Regions from separate parts of the Zea mays genome. Here region 2 is linked to region 1. A link is a contact called in public Hi-C data. All regions are on one chromosome and are shown on one strand. The core of a region is the stretch at or near the end of the contact, and the rest is flanking DNA. Distances in the headings are between cores, read along the strand shown. Region 1 holds the start of LOC100274985. Region 2 holds the start of LOC100501049.

What was found. A called contact is a pair of places that touch in the nucleus more often than the background predicts.
Region 2: a contact with region 1 is called in a Hi-C map of leaf, with 10 times the contacts expected there. The contact joins the promoter of LOC100501049 here to the promoter of LOC100274985 in region 1. A contact is called at or near these places in 7 of 25 Hi-C or Micro-C datasets (ear, endosperm, leaf and 2 more).

The regions. Positions count from the first base shown.
Region 1 is chr2:211,901,619-211,907,901 of Zm-B73-REFERENCE-NAM-5.0, forward strand. It overlaps LOC100274985, which reads right to left and starts at 2,700. Exons shown (of 1, transcript NM_001367800.1): 1 at 2,005-2,700. The coding sequence starts at 2,411. The coding sequence ends at 2,190. LOC100276318 reads left to right here and starts at 3,900. Exons shown (of 2, transcript NM_001165565.2): 1 at 3,900-4,038; 2 at 4,217-4,873. The coding sequence starts at 4,015. The coding sequence ends at 4,690. It overlaps LOC100285854 (SC3 protein), which reads right to left. Exons shown (of 13, transcript NM_001158744.2): 10 at 6,242-6,283; 11 at 5,879-5,927; 12 at 5,670-5,735; 13 at 5,193-5,575. The coding sequence ends at 5,489.
Region 2 is chr2:212,394,021-212,400,077 of Zm-B73-REFERENCE-NAM-5.0, forward strand. LOC100501049 reads left to right here and starts at 4,066. Exons shown (of 32, transcript NM_001329534.1): 1 at 4,066-4,360; 2 at 4,462-4,628; 3 at 5,566-5,687; 4 at 5,768-5,826. The coding sequence starts at 4,246. LOC109944605 (protein ALP1-like) reads right to left here and starts at 2,939. Exons shown (of 2, transcript XM_020549381.1): 1 at 2,674-2,939; 2 at 1,462-2,598. The coding sequence starts at 2,903. The coding sequence ends at 1,566.

The sequences.
Region 1 (6,283 bases), core at 1,450-3,949:
TAAACGCAGCATATGCAGCTGGAGTTGGGCTGCGAGCCACTCACCGAATCATTATGGGATGACTGCAACGACCGTTAGTTTAGCTTAGCCGAACAACATAAAATTCTTCCAACAAGCCTATAGCTTTTGACATCACTCTCGCCCAGTATACAATAGACTATAGCCTCGGCCTATAGCCACATTAGTTCTTTTTATATTTGAGAATTAAATAATTCACGCAGATTTATTTTGACGTTTAGAGAAGATCGACGTAATGGCACGGACGATGCAGCGAGCGAGAGCGACGTGACGGCTTCTGATTGGTCCATATGTGCTAGCCGTTTTTGGAGTTCAAAAAATTCAAAAAAAATTTACAAAAAAATCATAAATTTCATCCCCAATCTCTCAATAGATACCCCTACCTAGGTGGCGCTTATTTCACACACAATTTCATTACGTTGTGCGATTTCTAAGCGTTGAAATAAATCTACGTTAATTTCTTAATTATGAAATAAAAAAAAGTTGATGTGAATATAGGCTAAGGATGTAGCCTGCTGCGGTTTTTACGGTAGAAGGCGAAAGTAAAGTCGAGATGTGATGTGGGCAGAGGCGAGAGGATGATGATGCACAGCCTAGGACAGCTCGGCCGGAATGCAGAGCACATAGAAATCCTCGTGCAGTCCGAGCACTCCAAGAATTCTCCAGATTGAGTGTAACAAGAGAGCACACTGCATAACTGTTAACACCTCTCTGAATGTAAAACTATATATCCATTCGATTCTGATCACTGTACATTCCTATTCAGCACCCATCCTTTTTCCGTGTCAGCGTCGTTGCTGCATCAGTGTGGTGTGGCACTGGCAACCTCTGACAAAGAACAGCAGGTGGCTGGCGGAAGATGCGCACCCAACACCCATGCATGACGCATCATTGAAAACAATCTGTCCGTTACTGCTCACCACACCAGTACGCATTCTGGCACACATCGCCACGCAAAGAATCTTCCATATTCTGCAACCTTATCTCTGGCGATGTTGAGGTGGGGTGTCGATCATGTCGATCATTCAGGCAGCCGACCGACGGTTAGAAGTCCACTCCAATCCATTCAACCAGTGACCAAAACCCAAACACCACCAGCACCGCCAGGCCCCGTGTGCCCCCATCACTGATCGGTGATCGCCCCGCCCTCCTCCACTCAGTGGCTCACTCAGTCCTCACGTCCCGGGTCATGTCCATGCTTGCCGTTGCCGATCCAACGCCGGCTGCAGGGGTGTCTGCCGTGCCGGGATGGCGCACCTGAAACCAGCATGCCCGGCGTTCGGCATCCGTGTCTGTGCAACGCTCTCGGTTGTTCGGAGCCCCAGCTCCCAACTGTCCGTCGCGCTGGTCAGCTGGTGCGCTCCTGCCGCTGCCGCCTGATCCGTCCACCCGCCGTCCGTCCGTCCAAAAAGCTCGTGCTGGCCTGGGCTGGCTGTATTCACTGCGTGCCAGCCAGGGTGCACCGCCGCCGTAGTAGCATTGACCCTGACAGCTTAGGAATGACACCAGTAGGCGACAGCTGCGCAGGAGCAGGCGGATGTTCCTGTTGTTTGGTAGCGCCGCCGTAGTAGCATTGTAGGGCCGTTGTTTGGTAGCGCCCGCGTCAATAATTTAAATGATGATCTCGCATGCGTAATCAATTGGCGGTCGGGGACAGAGTTAGCGAAACCCTTGCTGATGAAATTTTGAAACTCCCACGCAAGTTGAACTGTGTACGCACTTGTTTATTTTATTGGAAATGTCGTTTCGAAATAAAGCATTTGCCAAGGTTGTTGAATAGTACAGAACTCATTCAGTTATTGTTTGGTTCTTTTATAACGCGACGAATAACTAATAACATTAAATCATGCTTATTTAATTTTAACTATAATTAGATATCATGATAAAAATTGATACCGGTCTATTCAAACTTGTTGCCGTTGATATTTAAGTTTGAATCATTACTACCATTGTTACTTTTCGTGAACCAAACAACATTTAATATTCATGACTCCCATTCCATATTTATGCACCGGCAAGCTGCCATAGTACCATTACAATAACCTGCAAACCCCAGCATGATCAAGCAGGAACAAAAAAAAAACCCGGGATCGGAAGCCGCGGAAAAAGGCGCGCGATCCACCGACCGACTCCATCGTCTACCGGTAGGTAGTGCCGTACCGCTACCAGTGCTATAGCCTGTAGTGGCGGTAGGACTTGAGCATGGCGCCGCAGAAGGTGCAGATGATGGCGCGCCAGGTGCTCCGGTGCACGGTGAGCAGGTAGCAGACCCTGGTGGCGGTCTCCATGTCCGCCACGCTGGCGCACCCGCCGCAGCGCGAGCAGATCCCCGCCGCCGGCTTGCTGCTCCGCACCGTCCGCCGCTGGTCCACCAGGAAGCAGAAGAACACCATCGCTCCTGCACTGCCACTGCACTGCACGCTCCTCCTCCCTGGTTCCTTGGATTGGATCGCGCGCTCTCTCCAACAACAACAACAACCGAACAGACACCGTTGTTCTGCTTGCGTGTTGCGCCGCGCGCGCTGGCTGCCGGCGGCAGGTGGCAATAATGCGGAGCGAGGCTTGCAAGCAACGGCCGGGCGGGCTAGCTTTTCGGTGGCGAGGGAGGGAGGGAGGGAGGGAGTCAGCAATGGCGAGCAGAGCAGGCAGTAAGCAAATTCTGCGTGATGCGGCGGGGGCGAAGGAGAGGGTGGTAGTAGGGGATTCAATTTAAAGGCGAGGCATGTGGACCGCATTGATGGCGGGCAGTCCTAGCTAAGCTAGGGTAGTGGAGGAGGCGTTAATGTCTTGCCGACCATGGCGCGTACGCTTCCTCAGCTCACTTGTTTCCGGAACGGGTAGTGCTGCACCAGTGACCAGTGTGGTGCGTGGAGTACATAATAGTACTGGAGTGGAGCAGCTGATGCCTGATGGCCACCGGATGGGATTCACGCGAAACATTTGCATTTGTACGCGCGAGATTGCAGACTCCAGCGGCCCTCTAGGCTCTAGCAAAGAAAGAAAGAAAGAAAGGAACGGACGTTAAGGACATGATTGCTTTCTGTCTGTCAGGCAGCTTTGCAATTGCAACCTAGCGAGAATTTAGACCTCAGACTAAGAATATCTAAGTCTAGAAAAAAAAATTCGCCTAAACGAAGAAGGTTTTTAGTTCTTTGAGAAAAAAAACTTAAGAACTAGTTTAGAAATTCAAATCTCCATAGAGAGGCTAATTTTCTCAACTTCCCACCATCCTGAAGATGATCTAAATTTCCAAACTAAACATAAGAGACCGTGAGTATAATGTGACGGGAAACAACAACAGTGTTCCACTATCAAGGCCCATCCTAATCCCGATCCCCTTTCAATACGCACAACCGTCACACGGACCATACGCAGTTATTATGCACGCGGAAGTAGGGAATGCCAAAAGGCTTCCTTGCGAAGCAAACGAGAGGCAGGAAGACGTCGTTTACAGTTGGTTTCTCGTACAGAATGTGACAGAGCTGCCGCCTAAGTATAAGTAACCGGATCATCGTCAGTAGTTTGTGCTTAATTATGCTGCCAGCGGATTGCATCATCTTATGTTGGCTTGGTTTTCTAGGTTCTGAGACCTTAAACATTGTGGTAGAAAGAGGGAAAGTGTGAGATTGTGACCATGATTGAGGACGGGTGCCCCATGACCATAACAAATTGGGAATGTTGGCCCAACACAACACGCCACGAATCGGTGCGTCCATAACTGGTGCACGTGATGTGTCACGCTGGCAATTGACGTAGCCAGCCCCCACCTTAATTCGGCCGTCATAAGCAGACAAAGGCGTTCGTTCCTTCCCTCGACCACGATTAAGGAATAATGTGCATCCACTGCCCGTCACGTCCTTGTCGCGCGCGCCATCACATTCACAGCTCAGGTCTCAGGCCCACCACGACTATTACCTCTGCCTGAGGCGGCGGCGGCGGCGGTGGAGTGGATGTGGAGCACATAAGTCAGCAGGCAGCGGCGTACATACCCCATTCATGATGGCAATGGCACAGAGAGAGGTGAGTCCAGCGTTCCTCCTCTTTACAACGTCTCCCGCGTTTGGTTCCCTGGCTGGTACGGTACCCGTCGTCGTGCGAACCCAAGACACCCGCAGGGTGCTCGACCAAATGCGACACTAGGTTAGGTGCTTCTACTCCACGGCGATCACCCAGCTCAGCTGCTACCCAACTGTCGCAGGCCGACGCGCCGAGCGAGGGCGCCGCCGCCGTCTCCGGCGTCATGGCGGTGAAGCTCAAGGACCTGGTCCCGGCCGCGACCAACACGGTGAACACGACGTTCATCGTGCTCGACAAGGCGGCGCCGTCGACCCGCCGACAGGGCGGCGCCAGGGAGGAGACGTGCCTGGCGCTTGTGGCGGACGAGACCGCGGCGGCGCACTTCCTGCTGTGGGGCGCCGAGTGCGGCGCGTTCGAGCCGGGCGACATCGTGCGGCTCACGGACGGCATCTTCTCGTACCACAGGGGGAACGCCCTGGTGCTGCGGGCGGGCCGCCGCGGGCGCGCCGAGAAGGTGGGCGAGTTCGCCATGCTCTTCGTGGAGACCCCCAACATGAGCGAGCTCCAGTGGGGGCCCGACCCCAGCGACGGCCGGAGGATGGTGCAGGAGGCCGTCGTCTCGCCTTACTCCCAGATCTTCAAGCCGCTGCGGTGATCTTCTTACTACTGAGAAACATGATACTAGGGGTACGAACTTACGATGAAGAAGAACGAAAAAGAAGGGCTTAAAGCTCTGTCTGTCTTCCAAAGTGACAAGGTTACAGCTTACAACATGTTCAACCATACAATTATATCTTCCACTGTGCAATTATATGTTTCATTCACAGTTTGCTGCACATTTACAAACTCGCGTACGTACACATTATCATGTTTTCCTAGATCCAAATCGTCTAGCGTGGTGCTTGCTATATATATGCTGGAATGCCACATTGCCACTGCGCTGAGCGACCGATGACAGGCAGATAGTTAAGCGCTGCATCGTGGGTTATCCAAGAGACTATGGACACTTCACACACCGCACTCAAACTAGTACACGATTACACATGTATGTGCACCTCCCACACGCTAGAAAATTATTGGGACTAGTTGGATCGTTCGCTGCCTTGCCCGCAGATGCTTCCACCAATATCACCACTATGTATTACTCCTTCAACAAGTACAAATAGCCGCTCAAAAACTAGTATAAATAGTTAACAGCACTGTACAACTTAACTAAAGATGATTCATAAGTCCATATTTCAACTACCAAAAATAAAACGATGAAGTACAAGCTGCACGTTCCCTATGTATTTTAGTTAAAACAGGGACTTGTAACATCACGATAACCTATACTGGCAGTTTAGTCACAGTCAGCAACCAAGGAAGAAACATATGCCAGCCTCTGTTTGTTGGCACAACCTATCCACCGGAAGTATGCGATTGGGACTTTGGACTATCATCACAAAAATACCACTTAAAATGCGGCTCTCATTGCACCCCTTGTCGCATCACGCTTCATCTCTGCAGCCTTTCCACTTCCACGGAAGTACATGTACACTTGCTGCACGCGGAGAGTCCAAAAAGGACTTAGATCTATCGCACTGAATTTGGTTCAGGTTCAGGAAAATCAGAACGGTTGATCATAGAAAACTGACCTGGATGACCCAGATGCTGAGCAACGATTCCAGACAAAACAATCCAAATCCAACAAAGTAGAATATCTGCAGAACACTCGTATGGATTACTCAGTTACTAAACAAATCAGAGAATTATATTTCGCATCAAGGATACTAGATGAAGATAATTTATCAATACTTTCAAAGCTATATATCTCATTTATCAAACAAAAAGGTGCTCAGCTTACCCCAACCAAAGCATTCACGCTGATAAGATCAATTGCTGGCAAAATTCCTCTGCAAGATTAAACAACAGGAGTTAGTTCATGCCAAAGATCCACAAGCTACTGCAAGGATGTCTCAATTATCTAGCGCCCCTCTACACATCGTCACATCGACCACAACAACTCCGTTCACCCAGGAAATGAGGCAGTGGAGATTTGTTCTATATAAACAAACTAAACTAATTTTAACATCATTGTTACTTTACAGACACGTTGAAGTGTAATCTACAGATTGTGTCACCCATAAATCGTAGTAAAAAAACATTTGATCGAGTGCAAGTTTACAGAACCCAAAAGCTTTTAGGAAAAAGCAAGCAAGAAACTTACGCCAATGATTTTCCCTCAAATACAGCAGGAGGAGCCACAGCA
Region 2 (6,057 bases), core at 2,816-5,315, 490 kb after region 1:
ATTTGAATTTTGTGAGGAATCCTCTTAGGCCACCAGAAGTAAACCCATTTCCTGATTGCATTCCACCATCCAATACCAGTACACCATTGCAGGGTTCGAATAATATACCTTCCATACCTGTGAATTTGGACTCAGATGCAGAACATAGTGTTGAAGACATCAATAGTCCTGAAAAGAATGCACCTCCAATACAAAAACCCAAAAAGCTAAGGAACAAAACTTTACTAGCCCTGAAGATCTTCTACTTTGCACAACGTGGTTGCAAATTAGCAGTGACCCAGTTGTGCACACTGGCCAACGTAGGGAGGGCCTTTGGGCTAGAATTGAAAAAAGATACAACGAACAGAGGGGGAACTTTCCTTGCCGAGTAAACAGAGCTCTTAGCAGCAGATGGGATAAGATAAGAGCAGATGTAAGTAAGTTTGCTGGGTACTATGCAAGAGTTCTTAGAGAGAAACAAAGTGGGTTAACTGATGACGACAAGGTAACCAAAATTTTCATGACTTTAAATCATTTACAAATGATTGTATATACATGTTAGCACATCTGTAAAATTCAACCATAATTTGTACAGACTTCGAAGGCCACAACATTGTTTGCACACGAGGAGAACAAAAATTTCCAGTACATGCATTGCTGGCACCAACTAAAGGGAGAACCGAAATGGGAGAGCATTTGTAGTGGCCAATCGTTCCGCGGTTTGAATGCAAATCCAGTGGGGTCAACAGGTACTCCCTCTGCTCCGACAACTGAAAATGATAGTTCATCAGCAGGGTTGACAGGAAAACGGCCGCGTGGTCGTGATTTCAGTAAATCAGAGAGACACAAACCTGCATCATCTTCATCTCCAGAGTACCTTAGTCGTTTGCAAGAAATAACTGAAAAACAAATTCAGAGGTCCATTGAAAAGGGTGCAAAAAAAGAAAAGTGCACAGAAGAAGACAGGGAAATGGAGAAAAAGAGGTTAGAATTGGAAGCCGAAAAGGTCATCATACGAAAAAGGGAATTGAAACTTCAAGAACTAGAATCAGCTGAAAAAAGATTAGAAAGGCTGGAGGCAACGAATGAAGAAGATGTCCAACCCCATGTTTGGATTATGATACAAAAACAAAAACAGAAGTTGCAAGAATTCATATTTGGTTACGAGTGAAAATATTATTCGGTTACTGGTTACTTGAACTTGTTTTACTGAACCTGTTTGTATTATTTGTTTATGTGAGAACGTTACATTTGTTTGGCAGACTATTATAATATTTGTACGAACCATAAGTCGTCAAGGACATTCGTGCAGTGCTGTATGTTCTTTGGTTGTGTAATCGACAATAATTATTTCCAGTTCATGTGAACATGTTTGTTTTAATTTTCAAATATTTGGTGCGTGTTGAGCATGGAATCGCTTGTGATGTGTACAAATCGTTTAGAGTCTTCATGTTATTTTGTTGAACGAACAAGTACAGGTTTGCACTGAAAAACTTCTTTATTTCTGAAATACGTACGACTTGCGAATGGAAATTACACATACTACAATCTAGTTTCAATAAACTTGTGCATACGAATGCTAAAGTTTACATGCTACCACGCCGAGCCCACAAATGCTCGACAAGGTCATTTTGGAGGGAGCAAGATCTTTCTTGGCGACGAAGATCGAAGTGGTTAATCACCCATTCTGCCCTTCCTTCAGCAATTAGATGTGGTGGTTGGCTCGTTGAAGTGTTATCTCCAAAATCAGTATTAGATGCAAATGGCCCTTCGTCTTCAACAATCATGTTGTGCATTATGATGCAAGCAGTTATAATTTCAGTTAAACGATTCCGATCCCATCCATATGCTGGACCTCGCAGCACCGCCCACCTAGCTTGAAGAACTCCAAATGCACGCTCAATATCCTTTCGACAACTTTCCTGCATTTGTGTGAAATAGACTTTCTTTTGCTCATAGGGGTGCCTTATAGCTTTTACGAAAGTTGGCCAGTTCGGGTAAATACCATCAGCAAGGTAATATCCGAAGTTATATGCATTACCATTAACTGTGTAATGCACAGGTGGCATTCGGCCAGATGTCATGGGGTCGAAAACTGGTGATCGGTGGAGCACGTTCACGTCGTTGTTTGTCCCGGGCATGCCAAAGAAAGCATGCCAAATCCAAAGGTCATACGTTGCCACTGCTTCTAGGATCATTGACGCTCGACCATTTCTGCCACAAAACTGACCACGCCATGCGGTAGGACAGTTCCGCCACTCCCAATGCATGCAATCTATAGAACCCAACATCCCTGGGAAACCCCTTGATTCGCTATGGTGCATGATGCGTGTTATGTCAGCTTCGTTAGGAGTTCGTAGGTACCATCCACTGAAGTATGCAATGATACCTCGACAGAAATGATGAAGGCATTCCCTAGCTGTGGACTCCCCTATTTGAATGTACTCGTCTACAGCATCTGAAGGTAACCCATATGCTAGTACCCGCAATGCCGCACAAACTTTTTGTAGTGGACCTAGACCAGGCATACCAGTTGCGTCTACCCGTTGTGTAAAGTACGAATCATGTTGTTGAAGACCTTGCAAGATTCTCAGGAAGAGAGGCCTACTCATGCGGAACCTAAGTTTATAATAAATAAAATTTGTAATGAAATTGCAAATATGAAAGCATATTCGAATAATAATGTGTCGGTACCTTCTACGAAAGACGTGGGGTGGATACACAGGGTTCTCGGCGAAGTAGTGATGATGGATAAGATTTTCTCCACGAAAATGATCTCTATGAATAACCCGTCGAGGCAAACGGGACCGTCTTTGGAGGTGGCGTCTCGCCTCTATGTTTAGGACAAGAAGATTGACAAGCATAAGTGTTTCCTCCTCACTATCACTCGAGTATGAGTCTTCATCGCTATGGCTGTGAGACATACTGAGAAATGTTGGAATTGTTGATGTAGTGAAGTTTGTTTTGACATTTGTGAAGAGATGGATTGCATATTTATAGGGTAGAGGAATGCGGCTTCAGGTGCAAGCTAGTGGCTTCGCACGAAAGACAAACATGTCTTTCGTTCGAAGGCAAGTGCGGCTTGTCCCATACGACTAGTGCTTTTTGGTGAGCATGAAATTTGATTTCGTACTCACCAAAATGAATAAAACGTGATCACAACAAAATGCACATTCGAATGTATTGTAAAATAATAATTGTTATATATTTTTTGTGGAAGTAATTGTAAAGTAATTATTTTTTATAAATTTTATTTTTGAATACATGAGTATCACGTCGGATGTGTGAAAAATAATTAAAGAAAATGAAAATTGAAGTTGGTTACAGTTAGTTATATGGAAATGGTTTTTTAATGAGTAGAGGGATATATAGGGGAAAGTATAGGGGGAACGGTTGCGGGACGAGTGAATATAGGGGATGTAATCTTGCTGACGTGGATGCATAGTAACATTTAGGGGGAAAAATTTAGGGAGAACGGTTGCGGACAGTCTTCGAGCTGTGACCACCTTGGTCCTTGGACCCTCCTGCGCGCCCGTTGAAGCTGCACGCACACCGGAGCTGCGTGTTGCGCCCTCGCCGGGATGCCCTACCGGAGTTGCGCCCCACCCCCTTGCTGGAGCTACGCTGTTGAAGCTCTCATCTGCGCACGGGAGCGATGGTGCCCACCGTCGACGAGTCAAGTTCACAGTGTACACAGTAGCATCCTTTGAACAATCAAGGGTAAAAAGGGAAATACGAAATTACATGTGCTTGTGGATAGTCTGATTCAAGGAAATGACCTATTTCAGAGTTGATTAGAAGCTCAATGACATATTTGCAAGCTTAAAAGATTTAGTGACATATATTAAAACATAAAAAATTGTAATGGCATAGACATGATTAACCCTTAAAAACATTACAACCTCGACATCAAAGTGTCGGCATGTACCTATGACAAGCCTGCGTTGAGCCGATCCAACTGGCTAGGGCCATGGTACGTGCCTGCGTAAAAGAAAAATTCAGAGATGGTCCTCGACTCCTGGTGGGTGGTGGCGATCTCCCAGCTGAACTGAAAGAGCAAGCGTGCGTGTGAGACAACCAGGTCCGATCCGCCCCCGCCGAGCCGAGGACAGCAGCGGGGGCTCTCGGTCTCCTCCTAGGCTCCTACAGATCTCGTACCCCGTCACAGATCTCGCGCCCTCTCCATCCCATGCCCACCCCCCCTCGTCGGATCTGACCACTCCGCCCCTCCTCCCGTCTCCGCCGCCGGAGCTGATATCCGCGGTCATGGCGGGCGCCGCGGGCGGGTTCGTCACGCGGGCCTTCGAGGCCATGCTCAAGGAGTGCGCTGCCAACCGCGGCAAGTTCGCCGCGCTGCAGCAATCCATCCAGTCATACCTCGGTGCGTGCGGCCCCTTTCTACCCTCTCCTCCCGCGCATTGGGATCTCGTGGCGGCTGATGATGGAGCTGTGATGATCTCTGCGTGGCTTGTGTCGTTGCAGATAGTATCAAGGGGGCTACAGCAGAGGGCGCGGTCATCACCGAGGCGCTCGGGTCAGCTGGGCGCGTGCTCGACGGGCCGCAGGCCGAGCTGGTGCTGCAGCCGCTCCGCCTCGCCGTCGAGACCAAGCACGTCAAGCTCGTCGAGCCCGCGCTCGACTGCCTCCACGTAATTATTAATCATCATCATCATCATCCTATTTCTGCTCTTCCTTTGCTTGCCTTGCATGCCTGAGGTTCATGAAGCGTCAGACGTGTTGCATTGACGTCGAACACCTTGATGGGTATGATAAATGCGTGCACCATGAATGCTTTGGATGTTAGCAGCCTAGAAACGCATTTCCTTGTCTAGGGTAGATACTCGTATCGACCATTCCTCATTTTGTATGTGCAGAGCCTAGTCCCTGAATTGATTGTTTGGGTTGAGATGTGTAGATAGTTCCAGGTTTATGCCATTTGACTTATTTACAATTTTGAGAGTATTGTGATGTAACAGACTGTTGTTATATGAAGACAATAGAACTCAGGAATCAGGATGGTAAAATGAGTGTGCAGTATGAACAAGTAGCTCTGTAGACATCAAGTTGATACATCAATATGCATTTTGCATTGTCAAGGTTCAATATGCTAGGATGCTATGCTATGCATTGTCTAATATTCAGAAATATGATGTGTAGATACGTTTATTTAAGTTCTATGTTGCCATCACATACATCTCATGTAACACTGATTTTTTATCCTTGTGCAGTAATTGCATATACACTTACACAGATGTGAGATTTGGACATAGGGTGCTATTTTATCTTGCCCCTAATCCATGCATAAATCAATTTCCATATGTTCCCCCTTATACCATGTGCTAGAAAGCTCAGGGAGTGCCAAATTACTTGGGGTAGAGTTAAATGTGTAGATTTTACAATAGTTGCAAAGCAGTTCAGATCAATGTGCTATTTTCCGCTCCTTTTTCACAATATTTCATTTTGAACCAAGAACCAGTCCGTAATATATCTTACCATTTTTTTCTTGTATAAAAATACAAAATACAAAATTAGATGACACATCTTCAACAATCCATTCTGATTGAGTCGTTCAATTTCTGTTACCAGAAACTTATTGCTTATGACCATTTAGAAGGCGATCCTGGTTTAGAAGGTGGTAAAAATTCCCCAATATTTACAGACATCCTGAACATGGTATGTGGTTGCGTCGATAACACCTCCTCTGACAGGTATGCATCACATTAATGGGATAATGCCGTGTCACACTTTTTCACAAGTATTAACATGAGTATCATTCTATGTGCTATAGTACTGTTCTCCAAGTCTTGAAAGTGCTTCTTAATGCTGTTGCTTCAAATAAGTTTAGAGGTAATTTTTACAAAGCATATTCTCTATATTCCTAGTATTTTATTTATTACCCAAGTTTAACTAATACTGTTTTTTCGAAATGCATTTAGATATGAGCTTATTATAATGACATCATTAGCCAGTTAAACTTATACATAACACTTCAACATGCATGTATTGGCTTGGACAATGTTCCCTCTCATACTTTTTTTCTGTATATTTATAAAAATCATATAAGAAAATAAATTGCAA